Regions from separate parts of the Mus musculus genome. Here region 2 is linked to region 1. Evidence: chromatin contacts called from public promoter capture Hi-C data. All regions are on one chromosome and are shown on one strand. The core of a region is the stretch at or near the end of the contact, and the rest is flanking DNA. Distances in the headings are between cores, read along the strand shown. Region 1 holds the start of Bbs4 (Bardet-Biedl syndrome 4 (human)). Region 2 holds the start of Gramd2 (GRAM domain containing 2).

Region 1 (7,313 bases), core at 4,505-7,004:
ATGTCAATCTTTACACTCAAGTTTTTTTTGTTTTGTTTTTTGGTTTTTCGAGACAGGGTTTCTCTATGTCACCCTGGCTGTCCTGAAACTCACTCTGTAGACCAGGCTGGCCTCGAACTGAGAGATCCACCTGCTTCTGCCTCAGAAGTGCTGGGATTAAAGGTGTGTGCCATCACTGCCTGGTAACTCTTAAGTTTCTGAAGAAATTACATTAAGAAACAAAACAATTGGAATGAAGGAGTGACTTTGTAAAGTATGTAAGTATTGTCAGCATCAGAATACAAAAAGAAAAAGTGTAGCTCATGGGATTGCCAAGACAGAAGCACGAAACTAAAATTAGTGTAGTAAACAGGCAGATGGCAATGGGTAGCAAAGTCTCTGATGACCCTATAGCATGCAGGGAAATAAGTATTTATGTGAGGCTTCGTTCTAAAATGTCTTTGATAGTGATGAAAAAAAATGCTATGTGGCTACTTCCTTCCTCCTGGAAGAAGGAAGGAAGGAGGATAGTAAGATTCATGAAGCTCAAAAGTTTCAAGATGCAGACACACAAGGTCATAAAAGTAGTAAATAGTTGCTGTGGAGACAGTCTGGTGAGACTCACTGAAAGCTGTACAGGAATGCAGGCTTGAAGAGCAATCACCAATGCTCCAGTGGGGTTTTCGGTGATGTAGCTGCCTTTAGTTCACCTATGGCCCCATAAGTAGCCACACATAAACTCAGTATTCACCAAACCAGTCAGGGGAAATAATCTTTGGTTTGCTATTAGTACTCTACCTAGGGTGTACAAATGTTTATATAGTCCCCAAAAAAGTCACACAATATAGCTGGTACCCAAACAGAACCAACAGAATCAACGATGAGTGGGGAGGACTGGTGGCATAGTCCCTATGATGATAAATGAGAAGACATGTTAACTGAGGCTGACCCGAGGGTGGAGGACTAATCCTGACATGGCTCTCTTTCCCTAGACAGAATGGCATAGTGTGCCTCCTTACTGGACTGGTAGTTGCATGCACTCTGCAATGGGTGATAAGACATCTGATCAAGGCTTGCCATCTAAGGGAGAAATCCCAGAATTCAGTACAGAAAATGGGGTGGCAGGCTTCCTTGATAAAGGGTGACTACCATGTGTGTATGAAGAGAACTCCAACCCTGATGTGCTAGAGAATACAGTGGAGTCTCTGAAAGTAGTGCATATGGGAGAGGCTGAGTCAGTGCTTGCATAGACTTTTCTGTGGCAATAAGACATACAACTGAGGCTCAGCTTTCTGCCCCAAAGAACCTGCCCAGCCTCTAATCTAGCAAGAAAAGGGCAGAATGAGGGAGATGTTACTTGCTGTGTCTTACAGCTGACAGGGTGCAATGGAAAGAATACAAGTCAGATCTGAAGAGCTCTTGCTAGGACCCAAGAACTTGGAACCCATGGAAAGAACTGGTGTATGGAAGAACACAGAGTAAGAAGATGCCCCTCAGGTCTGACCTTCAAGACAGAGGAAGGGAAAAGTCCATGATTCAGTGTGAAATCAGAGACCTCAATACAGGAAACTGTGATAGTCAGAGACTGTTCTGAGTCTGATCTCTTGGACTAGGGGAAGACTTTTAAACGGGGAATGAAAAGTCTCTCATAGCCTAACTTCTAAGACTATAGACATGGACGTGGATGTGGCTGATCCACGTGGCATGCAGTCACAAAAACTGAGTAACCACCTGCGGAGTGGCCCCTACAGACTCATATGTTTGAATGCTTGGCCTACTGGAGGCATGGCCTTATTAGAGCTGGTACGTCCCTGCTGGAGAAAGTGTGTCCCTGTAGAGGCAGGCTTTGAAGTCTCCTATGTCCAAGCTACATTCAATGCAACACAGTTTCCTGCAGCCTATTGGTCAAGATGTAGAATTCTCAGTTCACTTCTAATGTCATGCCAGCCTGTATGCTGACATGCTTCAGCCAGCCCAATTAAATGTTTTTCTTTGTAAGAGTTGCCTTGGTCATGGTGTCTGTTCACAGCTAAGACACTACCCATCCTTCCTTGAGCCAGAAGGTAAAGGTCCTTGCCACTAAGTCTAATGACTTGAGTTCAATCCTCAGGATCCATAGGGCAGAAGGTCGTCCTCGGACCTCCGCTAGTGTGCTACTTCACACATGTGCAAGCATGCACACATGTACACACACACACACAAATAAAATATAAAACACTTTTTAAAGAAAGAAGGACCCATTGGTTTTATGGGCTGAGATGGCTCAGCAGTAAAAGTGTTTGCCTTACAAGCCTGACAGTCTGAGTTCAATCACTGGAACTCACAATGGAGATAGAGAACTGGCTTCTAAAAGATGTCTTCTAACCTCTACATGCATGCTGTGGCATATGTGCACCTACACACACACACACACACACAAACTGTACTCGTGGTGGCGCACGCCTTTAATCCCGGCACTCGGGAGGCAGAGGCAGGCAGATTTCTGAGTTCGAGGCCAGCCTGATCTACAGAGTGAGTTCCAGGACAGCCAGGGCTATACAAAGAAACCCTGTCTCAAAAAAACAAAAAAAATTAAAAAAAAAAAAAGCCATAAACTCAGCATATACACATTGTCACCTGTCAAAAGTAAAACAAAGGCCTAATCCAAAGTCCATAATTCTAGAAAAGTCTCTAAATGTGCTAACCTTTTTTTCCGGCTTCTGTAGTTCTGCTTCTGGCTAACTGTTTTTGTTAACTGAAGTATGTCAACTCAAAATATGGTTTTTGTGCTTAAAACCTCATCCTGAGAAGGACTCAGGGCTACACTGGGATCCTGAGCACCCAGTATAGTCACCTGCCAACCAACTAATAGACTTTCTATTGCCTTAAATCCGAGACTGATCAGTCTTCTCTGGTGGATATCCCACAATAATGGTGCCAGTATCGTAAACCTAGAACATTAAGCAGATTATTATTTATCTTTTAGCTTATGCACTGAGATTTCTTCTCTGTACTGAGTATTCTGCTGGTATCACTCTGCAAATAAAATGGCAAACAAAAGAGACCCCTACAAGAGACAACACTGCATTATAAGACTGTCAACCAGAAGCAACTAATTTGTCTGTTTTCCATGGTGTTTTTCAAAAGACAATATAAAAAAAAAAACCACTAAAATCATTCATTAGTTCAGGACAGGGTTTGAAACCCAACAGTAAAAAGTAAAAAAAAGTAAAAAGTAAAGGACAAGGCTTCATGTTTTTATTAGGGATGTCTCCGAAGTTAAATACAATTACAAACATAGTCCTCAAAAATCAACTACTGTCAAAAAGCTAAAAATAGAATAATCAGTCCTTGCCCAATGGCATATACCTATGATCCCAGCACCTTGGTACTGAGGCAAGAGAACTGTAGTCTGATCCTAGCCTAGGCTATATAAGACGACCCTATCTCAAATCAACAAAACATCCTATGATCCAGCTATCCTCCTACTGAGTACATACCAAAATAAAATACACTCATTCTACCAAAGAGATACTGTGTTCTTCATCTACTGCAGCATTCTTCACAGTATCAAAGTACATAGTCAATGGAGTTGCCCAAGGATGGATAAATAACAAATGGGTAAATAAACTGTGGTATGTGTTAAGGCCTAGGTAAAATATTAAGGTCTAGATGGACTGTTAAAGCCTAGGTAATATGTTAAGGCCTAGGTAACAGATACTTGACTACCCTGCCATTATAAGGAAACTCTCTCCTATCTCTCTGCTGTTGCTAGGAAACTTTCTGATGCCAAGATTGATTACATATTCTGTTATGTTCTGTGCCCTTGAAAACCAGTCACAATAAAAAGTCAATAGGACTGTTTTATATAGTTACCCACAATAAGCTTGGATCTGAACCAACCACCCAACAGTATTTCCTGTACCTGTGTTCAAGTTTTTATGGTATAAGCTGCCCCCGAGATGGACCCCAACATAAGAAAGATACCCGCCCCAATATAAGAAACTATTTGGAATAAAACTTCCATTCTGAGTAGTGGTCGAGTAAAGTTTATGTTCCCAAAACCTCCCTGGGAACTGACATCCTACTTGGCAGAAAGAGACATGTACACAGGTAACTGACATCCTGGTTGGCAAGTTAAGACATGAATATTAGACAAGTCCCATCCTGGTAGAGAAGTTAGGACATGAATATTAGACAAGGCAGGTTTCCTGCCACAGTTGAATACCCCAACCAATGGGAGCAGGGTAAATGCACAACAAAACATGTTCCTAAGGAAATCCTATCCCTAAATCCTGATTGGTGAAATAATTTGGCACAGATGTTTGTGGATTTGGGGCTTAAAAACCCTGTAAGATCTTAACTTGGGGTCATGGTTCAGTTCCCGAATCTGGACCATGGCCCTAGTTGACCAGTCCTGGGGCATCTGCTCAATAAACTATCCCTGTCTGACTGCGATCAGTGTTTGTGTGGTTTGTGAAGAGATTCCTAGACTCCAGGAGTATGCATGTATTATTTAGACATGAAAAAGAATAAGGTGTAATCTGTAGTACTGTGGAAAAATTATGCTAAGTAAAATATGCCTGGCAGAGAAAGCCAAAGCATGTTCTCACTCCTATGTGGAAACTAAAAAAGCTGATCTCAACGGGGTAGCACACACCTTTAATCCCAGGCAGCCTAGTCTACTCTCTAGTTCTAGGTCAGTTGGGGATACACAAATAAACCCTATCTTTACAAAAAGGAACAAACAAAGTTGATTTCATGGAAATAGAGAGTAGAACAAGAGGTCACCAAAAGTTAGGAAAGGGAAAAGATGGAGAGAAACATTCAATAATATTCAATAACAGGAGCCAAATACCAACAGACAGAAGCAAATGCTTATGTGGGGGCTACTGTTTGCAACAGTTTATATGCTGAGATGGAAATGGTAATGACCCTGACTTGACCATCACACACAGTACACTTTGTACCGACGTATCATCACACTGTACCTCATAAACATACAACTATAAGTCAATCCAAAAAAAAGGAGCTAGGAGTGATGACGCACTCCTGTAAATCCCAGAAGTCAGGGGATTAAAGGTGGCTAATCCGTAGCCAACATGAACTACAGGTGCAAATACCATGTACATACAAGACTGTCACAAACAAGCAAGGTCATGAGTGATGCAAAAAGCCAGTTACTTCTGGGTCAGCCTGAATTCACAGAGGCTGTTGTAGAATTAACTAACGATTTAAACCAGCTGAGTTCTGAAACAGGGCTTTTCCGAAATCTAATCGCAGCTGGGAAAACAAGCCAGTCGCAGTGAGAGGGCAGGGGCGCTGAATGGTTCCAGGCTTCATCCAATTAAATTACCAATCTATGGGATATCAAAAACTGCCTAATGAAGGTGCAGTAACCCCCACCTCACGCCCACCCTCAAATCCTAAGAGTAGGAAAAACACCATTTCCAAAAAACCTCTCTTCTCTGCCCAATCCCAAAACAGACGAAGCGCTGCACACAGGTCAGCATTCGCCAAACGCCCAGCCAGGCGGGGAGCTGGACCGCGCCGCCTCCCGGAGGGACTACTTGGCGTACGCCCCGGCCCCGCCACCCCAGCCCCGCTGGCCGCCCCGGCCTGGCCCCGCCTGGCCCGGCCCCGCCACGACGCTCCGCCCTGAGGCCGCCGCTAAGCCTCCGAGAATCTCCCCGCTTACCATCCCAAGCTTCACTTCAGCCATCTTGGCTCCGCCCACCGCTTCGCGACCGGAAGCCGACCGTTTCCCGGGCGACCAGCTGAGCAGGAAGTCAAAGCCAGGGAAGGAAGGAGGAACCTGAGCCCCTAAGGAGTTGTGAGTGGAAGGTCAGGCTGTGAGGTCAGTGAGTTCCAGGGTCTCAGCCACAGATGGATGGCTTAGCTCGGAAGGAATAGGTGAGGGGACTCGCAGCCAGAGCTTAGATAGCTCTGCACCGGGCTGGACGAATTTAGAGTGGAGCGTGTCAGTTAGATAGTAGACAACGAAGTTTATAACTTATGTTTCCAAGAGATTTGGTCTAAGCCTTACATTGGCAACAAAGTTTTTCAATGACATTTTGTGAGGAAAATATGCTTTCATCGCCAGTGGAAACAAATTGGTCAAGCTTCCAATAAGAGCAGCTTAGCCACAACTACCAAAATTAAAAATGCTTATAACCTTAACCCAACTGTTTCAATTATAGGAATTTATTCTATACATATAGACATAAGACATGGCTTTACATACAGAGGTATCCGATGTATCATTGTTTGGAATAACCAACACCCAAAAAAACAACCTAAATACCCAACAGTAGAAATCAAATAAATGATAAGTTCATATTGTGTGGCATCTGAAAAGAGACAACTATTTACATGGTAAGAGAATTGCCAAGGTATTCTATTATCAGATAAGGACAATGTGCAAGAAATGCATACAGTGTCTATGTTAATAAGAAGAAAGCAAAACTAAGAATATTATGTACATAATTCTTTATTAGAAAATATTTCAACTTGGGCGTGATGGTGCATGCCTTTAATCCCAGCACTCGGGAGGCAGAGGCAGGTGGATTTCTGAGTTCGAGGCCAGCCTGGTCTACAAAGTGAGTTCCAGGACAGTCAAGGCTATACAGAGAAACCCTGTCTCAAAAAAGAAAAAAAAGAAAGAAAATATTTCTAGGATATTTAAATACTAAAAGTGGTTCTCTCTAGGGAAGAGAACTGTATAGCAGGCAAGCAAAGAGCAGAGGTAGGCTGTTTAGAACTGTAATTTTACTCTACATGGACATACTTGTTTGTTTGTTTGTTTGTTTGTTTGTTTTCGAGACTGGGTTTCTCTGTGTAGCCCTGGCTGTCCTGGAACTCACACTGTAGACCAGGCTGGCCTCGAACTCAGAAATCCGCCTGCCAATGCCTGCTCTTTGGAAGGCAGAGGCAAATGGATCTTTGTGAGTCTGAGACCAGCCTGATCTACACAAAGTTCCAGGAAGGACAGTCAGGACTATGTAACAAGACCTTTTCTCAAAACGTTTAAAATAAAATAAAATGGATGCCAAAAAATGATAATCTAAGAGAGACTACTTTCCTTAGAAAAAAGAGATGGCACAAGAAATGGAAAACCAGGTAGGTGGAGGCACACACCAGCATTTGAGAGGCTGCAGACAGATCAGACTTTCATAAACAGTATTAGTAACATAGTGAGTTCCAGGTTAGCCTGCCTGGCTTCATAAAATCCTGTCGACAGACAGACAGACAGACATAGATAGATGAAATCCTGTTTCTGGATAGATGGGTGGATGGATGGGTGGACAGACAGAAGTAGAAGAGTAGAAAGAAGAGTCCAAGCACACTGGCTCATA
Region 2 (7,343 bases), core at 4,264-6,763, 330 kb after region 1:
TTCAAGGCTGATAGGGGCTATGGTAAGATCCCATCTCAAACACATGGGGGTGAGTCCCATCTCATAAACACATGGGGATGGGGTTTTTTTTAAGAAACAAAGGGGAAAGTCCCAAAAGGATAATATCTTTCTAGAACGGAAGGAACTTTCCTTGTATTTGAACAGTAAGGGGAAAAGGAGCAGCCCAAAATCCCACGCAACCATTCCAGGAGCATATGGGCTTTGACCACCCTGCCTCTGCATCTGCCTCTGCATGAAGAAAAGATTAAACCTAAACCTAAGGGTGCCTTCCTTCCTCTCTGATGTAGTTCCCTGTCTTTCCATGTGTTGTCTCTCTTGTTTTTGCCTTTATCCCTCTTCCTTATCCCTCCTACCCTAAACCTTACAGATAGCTCGGGAGGCTGAGGCAGCCATGTTCCACCGTCTGCTGTTTGAAGAGCTTGTGCGAGCCTCCAGTCACTCCACAGACCTCATGGAGGCCATGGCCATGGGCAGCGTGGAGGCCTCTTATAAGTGTTTAGCAGCAGCTTTGATAGTTCTCACGGAGTCTGGCAGGTAGGGCCCTAAGGGCAGGTATCATTATAGGATAACCAGCTTCTCGCGCAACTAGGTCCGCTATGTGCCTGAGCCTAGGCACAGCCTCTCTCCTTCAGGAAGACAGCCAAGGTCACCATAGGGCAGGACCAAAGGATTCCCTTGGGCACAGTGGAAGTCACAGCACCTGGTGCAGGATGGTTCCTGTGGAGTTTCTAATCTTGCTCAGTTCAGAACATGGAGTGGCTCACCTTCTCCTGGCCATTTTTGTGCCCAGGGACATGTTCCTTCCCAGTTGTCTGTGACTCCTTTCCTCCCTCTCCATTTGTGACAAAGCTCTGACAAAGCCCTGTCCCCCGTCCTCGTCCCTCTGGACGGATGTTGCTCCCCTAGATTGCCCGAGAGGCAGAGGCTGCCATCTACCACTTGCAGCTATTCGAGGAACTCCGCCGCCTGGCGCCCATTACCAGCGACCCCACAGAAGCTGCCGCCGTGGGTGCCGTGGAGGCCTCCTTCAAGTGCTGCAGTGGGGCCATTATCGTGCTCACCAAGTCTGGCAGGTAGGAGGCGGCAGTGGCTCCCTGGGGATGCCCACGCTCAGTTGACACCTCTCCTTGAGGATGCCAAGAGTGAGTGGCTCTGGGCCAGTTTAAGGCCCCTGGCTGCCACTAGAGGATTCCAGGCAGCACTCACAGATAGACCAAACCAACTGGCTGGCTCCAGTGCACGTTCAAAGCCTGCCTCACAGAGAGCTGGAACAAACACCCAGTTTCACCGTGATTAGTACTGTGGGGCCTTTTGACAGAACACTGCGTGGCAGCTGGGCATGGCGGAGCATGCCTCTAATCTCAGCACTTGGGCCAAAGAGGTAGGCGAATGTCTGGATTTGTAGCCTGTCTAGTCTACAAAGTGAGTTCCATCCAGGACAGAGCCCTACTCACAAAATAGCTCAGCTGGTAAAGTTGCTTGCTACACAAGCTTGACCCATATTTGGTCCCCAGAAACCATGGAGGACGGAGAAGGCTGGCCCTGGGTATGCGCAAGGGTACACACTTGGAGGGGTCTTGGTGGATAAAGGATTTGCACAATCATGACTATCTGAATTTGAATCTGGCACCTTAAAGGTTTTTTATTATTACTTTTTATTTTTTTAAAGTGCACACAGAGGTCACCAGGAAAGGTGGTCTGGCCTTTAGGAGCACTGTCAGTTCTTTCAGAGGCCCAACACCTGCCTATATATGGCAGCTCACAACTGTCTGACTCCAGTCCTGGGGAAATCTAATGCATGTGGTCAGAATACCCAGGCAGCTGTAGTGAATGTACGGTGGAGGGAGAGAGTGAGGTGCCCAGTGTCTATCTATCTATATAGCACAATAGATAGATAAAAAATACCCAAGTGTGGTGGTGTGTGCCTGTAGCCCCAGTGCTCATGGTGCAGAGGAAGAAAGAGCAAGTTGTATCACAGCCTAGCTACAGAAAGCCAAACACATGTAAAATCAGTGTGGAGGACTAGGCACTGGTCTGTCTCCCTAAGGCAGTGTTCATGAACTAAGTAGCAGAAAGCTACTTAGGCCTGGGCTGAGGATGGTGGCCTCTGTGTAAGCTTGGCCATGAATGTTGGTATGTAGCTGGAAGCCAGGGATGATGGGGTACTGAGAAATGGGGACACTAAAACTATCATTTTTAGTCCTGGAGTTTTGAAAGCTCTAAAATACAAGGTCTATGCTAATTCTGGGGTTTCTCTGAAGAGTTCCTGGTTCCAGCAGCTACCTCCTTCCTTCAAAGCCTATGTATGCAGGCTAGCATGAAGCTCTGCTGTGGAATTCCTCAGTCCCCCGTGCCTAGCTAATTGAGTAATCTGATAGAGATAGACACTATCATTTGTTACAGGTTGAGAATAGGGGTTCCCTACATTCCCAGGGGATCTTGAATGGCCAGATATTCCTCTTACCACACCTGATCACCACCCAGATTTCTTTTTCTTTCTTTTTTTTTTAAATTTATTTATTTATATGAGTACACGTACTTCAGACATACCAGAAGAGGACATTGGTATCGGATCCCATTACAGATGGTTGCTGGGATCCCATGTGGTTGCTGGGAATTGAACTCAGGCCCTCTGGAAGAGCAATCAGTGCTCTTAACTGCTGAGCTATCTCTCCAGCCCCCAGATTTCTTTTTCTTTCTTTTTTTTTTTAAAGATTGATTTATTATTATATCTAAGTACACTGTAGCTGTCTGCAGATGCACCAGAAGAGGGTGTCAGATTTCTTTATGGATAGTTGTGAGCCACCATGTGGTTGCCGGGACCTGAACTCAGGACCTTCTGAAGAGCAGTCAGTGCTCCCAACCACTGAGCTATCTCTCCAGCCCTACCACCCAGATTTCTAAAACCATAGAAATTCTGAGGTTTCTTTTAACATTAGCTGCTAGGACTCCCATAGGAGAACAGTATAGTGTTATGGTGAACATTGTTGGCTTCCAGGGCCTGGTAACTCTGCTGCTGTTCTTTGCAGAAGAAGTCAGGAGCTAGGCACATGGTACTTGGATTGTAAAAGTTGCTGGCAGCTACAGGAGTGGGTTCTGCTGAGATTGGGCCAAAGCTGCCTCACTGCCAGATGGAAGGGTTCATTTGTGGGAAGAATTCTACCAGCCATGCTCCTATAGGACTGCCCATACTGAGAGCAGGATAATCATCTTAGAAAAGACAGGACAGGTCTGAGGGGCAGGCCAGACCTTGAAACAGTTGTCAGTGGGCAAAGCCTGTGGTCCAGAGTTGAATTAGAGGGTATTACTTTTGGCTTAGGCTTACTGAAAGGGTCTTATGACATGTTTAACGGTCAGTCTTTCCAACCTGTTTCCATCTCAGGAGTGCTCACCAAGTGGCCAGGTACCGCCCTCGGGCTCCTATCATTGCCGTGACTCGAAATCCCCAGACTGCTCGCCAGGCCCATCTGTACCGTGGCATCTTCCCTGTGCTGTGTAAGGATGCCGTGCTGAATGCCTGGGCTGAGGATGTCGACCTTCGTGTAAACTTGGCCATGGATGTTGGTATGTAGCTGGAAACAAGGGAATGATGAAGTGCTAATAAATGGGGACCCTAAAACTACCACTTCCTGAAGTCATGGGCTGGGCCTATCTGTTTTATCACCCAGTTGTAAGATTAGCTGGAGCTACTGTCCTGAGCAGGGTGGGGTTAGAGGGTGGGGAACACAAGCTTTTGTGGCCTTATTCCTATATAGAGACAAGGAGGCAGCTGACCCTGACTCTCTAGAGTATAAACTGAATGGTGTCCAAAGGTCTCTGCATTCTGAGTTCAGCCTCAGCCCTTGTTTAGGCTAGGAGGCTTGCACCATCTTGTGGTGAGAAGAAGTAACTGTCAACCTGCTCCCCTACCCAGACGAGGATTATTAGGGCAGTTATCTGCACCTGCCTTGTTGGATTTGTGTCTGGGTTGGGAAAAGTGCCACTTTGTGTGATCAATTAGGACTGTGGGGCTTTGCAGTTTTCCTCAAGTGTATACCTCTACTCACCAACCTCCTTTTCCCCCCAGGCAAGGCCCGAGGCTTCTTCAAGAAGGGAGATGTGGTCATTGTGCTGACCGGGTGGCGCCCTGGCTCTGGATTCACCAACACCATGCGTGTAGTGCCTGTACCTTGATGGCCCTCTGGAGCCCCTCTTCTAGCCCCTGTCCCTTCCCCTCCCCTATCCTTTCCATTAGGCCAGCAACGCTTGTAGTGCTCACTCTGGGCCATAGTGTGGCGCTGGTGGGCTGGGACACCAGGGAAAATTAATGCCTCTAAAACATGCAATAGAGACCAGCTATTATTCAGGGCCCTACCTGAGCCAGGGGTGGAGGAGGAATGCAGGACTGGAAACCCTGACTTTATCACAGAAGGGCGGCAGCATCTCTGGGCTTTGCTTCTGTAGAAAGTTGTCAGAATTCCCAGCCCTAGCCTGGAGTCAGGAGACAGCAAAAGAGTAGGGGCTGAGGGTGTGGGGCCCAGGGTCCCAGTGTAGATGACGACTTCTGGCCCTGGCCCTGACCTGCTTTCCCAACAGCTTTGGCCTCCCCACTTCTTGTGCACTCCACTTCTGTCACTGCAGACACTCCACTCTCCACCTTGTATTCTGCAGAGTCTCCAGGCCTGTTGCTATAGTGCCCACCTGAATGTCAATAAACAGCAGCTGAAGCACCTGTGTTGTGTTTTGTTTTGTTTTTTTCCGGGGGTTGGTAGTGGTGGTCGAGCCCTGCCCTTTGAGCAATTGAGAATGACAACAGCCAGGAGGCCTGGCCTTGGGTGCTATGGATCCACCAGATAACCTTCAAGCACGGGACCACTGGAGACGCCGGAGACTGAATACTTTGGGAGTATATAAGTTGCCTCCTGCACCAAAGTGCGGCTGTGTATCGGGAAGCTGATCCGTTCTATTTCAGGGCAAATACTAGAAAAGTCTGGGACAGGTTCAGCTAGCACCTAGAATGGTCGAATAGTGGGCTGATCCCTGTGGTAGAGGCCTGTTGAGGGCGCTGTAGGATGAGTCCCTGATTGGATACTTCACAAAACCCTCAGCCTCCATAACAGTTAAGCACAAAGGGTCTCTTGTTTTCCTGTTGCCCTCAGGAATAAGGTACATAGAAACAAGGTGGGACCCTTGTCCCTGGCAACTCCCAACAGCCACCTAGTCAGAGGCTAAGGCCTCTGAAATTGAGATGTTGCAGCACCAAGAGCTCAGGTTAGGTAAGGAGGTTGGAAGGCGGAGTAGAATGAAGAGCCCTGAGGGAACATTTTGATATGAAGTCCCATAATTGAGGACCCAGGCCCTGGTTTCCTCGACCTCACAATTTTGAAGACCTACCTGCAGCTGGGACCCATCAGGGCGGTCTGGGAGCGGGGAAGGCTCCACCAATTGAGCCAGGCTCATTCTGCGCGAGCGGCCAATAGGCGTGTGGGGGCGGGCCTTTCCCGGGGTGGGCGGTCCCCGGAGGGCACTGGGTCTGGCGCACGGCCTCGGGCTCCCGGAGAAGGCGCTGCGATGACCGCCCTGAGCCGTAGCGAGCCTGTCGAGGCGGGCAGGTAAGGGAGGCGTCCCGGGGCTCCAGGTCCAGGAGGCTGCGACGAAGGGCAGGGCGACTCTGGGAATGCCGCGCCTAGGCGCCTTCTGCCTCCCGGCTGGGCACTTCCAACCGCAGAAATTTAGGCTTGGACCCTGCGCCTCCGCCCGGCTGTGAGGTGTGCGAGTCTGGTGCGATGTATCCGATGTGTCTTGGTGGCTTCAGGCGAGCGGAAGGCACGCTCCCTTCTGGAAATCACCTCGTGTCGGCCACCCTCGCGGTCCATTCATTTGTGTTTCATTCATTTCTCGCCATAACGACCCCCCAGTCCCGGTTGTCTCCACACACAGCCTGGCGCTTCCCTGTGGGCCTCTGCAAAATCAGCTCCTCTCCTCTCCTCTCCACTCCCAGCGGGATCTACTCTTAGGAGCACACTCGGCTGCTTCTGAGGCAACGTGGAGCTGTCCCAGCACGACTCGGCCGCACCCCGTGCGCCAGGCCCGGGCGGGCTGGGGCTGGTCTCCAAGCCCAGAGAGCTGGTTCAAAGTCGGCTTGGGAGGAAAGGAAAGTTCTTGCAGGTAGTGGAGAATAAGTGGGGGGAGAGAAGACAGGAGGCGGCATGGCAGATGACATCAAGAATGGTAACTGTGAGCTGGGAGGGTAGGTAGTGTTTACCTAGCATATATAAGGCCTTGGATTTGGTCCTTAGCACTGCATAAAACACATTGGTGATGCACATCTACAATTCCAGCACCGTATGCAAGATGGTTCATGCTTGCTAGCTCCTGGGAAGCTTACATGAGCTGAGATTCAGGGTCATCTTGGACTACATAATGATTTCAGGTCCAGCCCTGGGGAGTTAGGGAATTTAACTTTTGAAGTGGTGCAGATGAGATTATTTAGGGGGAAGATGCGGCCCGTTGATGAAACTGTAAATTCTTGCTCCCACCCAGCCCCAAACCTGCAGGATTGGACATCCCTGGCCAGCCAGGATGGATTGAGGTGGGGCAAATGTGATCTTGTTCCCACATCAACCTTGGTACATAGGGTGATGAGTTAGCACTCAGTCCTCTACGGGCTTGAGGGGGTGGGCTAGCTGTGATCAGCCTTTGTCTCTGGGTTTGCCTCCTTCAACGTACGTATCTGGTTGTGCAAAGGTGTCCTTCCACTCCTAAAGCTGGAAGACAAGAGTCTTGCCAGAAGAGATGGGTAGAGGGTATCGCTCGCCCTGTGGACTGCTCTTCAGTCTCCTCATAAGGCCAGTTAGACTGCAGCATAGAAAGGCATTCTTAGAGTAAAGGTTAGAGTTTGGCAGTCATTAAGGGTGTTCTTAGTGGGGACCTTGGGGCAAGTGAGCAGACCCAGTGGGCAAAGCTGACTGGTTTCACCCCAGCAATTCAGGAGGTGTCTGCTGGGGCCAAGTAGAAAAGGTTTTCTCAGCTTCCCAGAGGGCAAGAAGTTTCTAAATAGTCTGGAAAGGTCAGACTGAGCCTCATCCAGGCCTTACTGTTGGTGCTTGTTTTAAAATTTCAAAACTCGGGTTGGTCCTCAAAACTTTATCTGGGACTAGAAGTGAATATGTTAATTCATTTACTGGGGATGTTCTGGTGACCCCACTAGGGGTGAGGACACAGTATTCAGGGTGGTTTATGCCTGCTAGCCTCCAGGGAGCTAGCTTTCCCATGATCTGCTAGTGCTTGTCAAGGTGACTCCACCCAGCCCTTAAGCTGGCTAAGCTGTTGCTTTGGCTGCT

What was found. Promoter capture Hi-C pulls out the DNA fragments that hold promoters and counts their contacts.
Region 2: a contact with region 1 is called in a promoter capture Hi-C map of the HPC-7 cell line, with 2.5 times the contacts expected there. The contact joins the promoter of Gramd2 here to the promoter of Bbs4 in region 1. A contact is called at or near these places in 13 of 39 promoter capture datasets (the 3T3-L1 cell line, 3T3-L1-derived adipocytes, the C10 cell line and 8 more), 7 of 484 Hi-C or Micro-C datasets (CD4 T cells, the G1E-ER4 cell line, the HL-1 cell line and 4 more), 1 of 115 datasets of contacts at active chromatin or transcription factors (bone marrow-derived macrophages) and 3 of 9 other capture datasets (adipose tissue, macrophages and pancreatic islet).

Annotation. Positions count from the first base shown.
Region 1 is chr9:59,347,754-59,355,066 of GRCm38.p6, forward strand. It overlaps Bbs4 (Bardet-Biedl syndrome 4 (human)), which reads right to left and starts at 5,755. Exons shown (of 16, transcript NM_175325.3): 1 at 5,657-5,755. The coding sequence starts at 5,680.
Region 2 is chr9:59,674,641-59,681,983 of GRCm38.p6, forward strand. It overlaps Gramd2 (GRAM domain containing 2), which reads left to right and starts at 5,514. Exons shown (of 12, transcript NM_001379375.1): 1 at 5,514-5,612. The coding sequence starts at 5,572. It overlaps Pkm (pyruvate kinase, muscle), which reads left to right. Exons shown (of 11, transcript NM_011099.4): 9 at 928-1,094; 10 at 3,404-3,585; 11 at 4,088-4,732. The coding sequence ends at 4,194.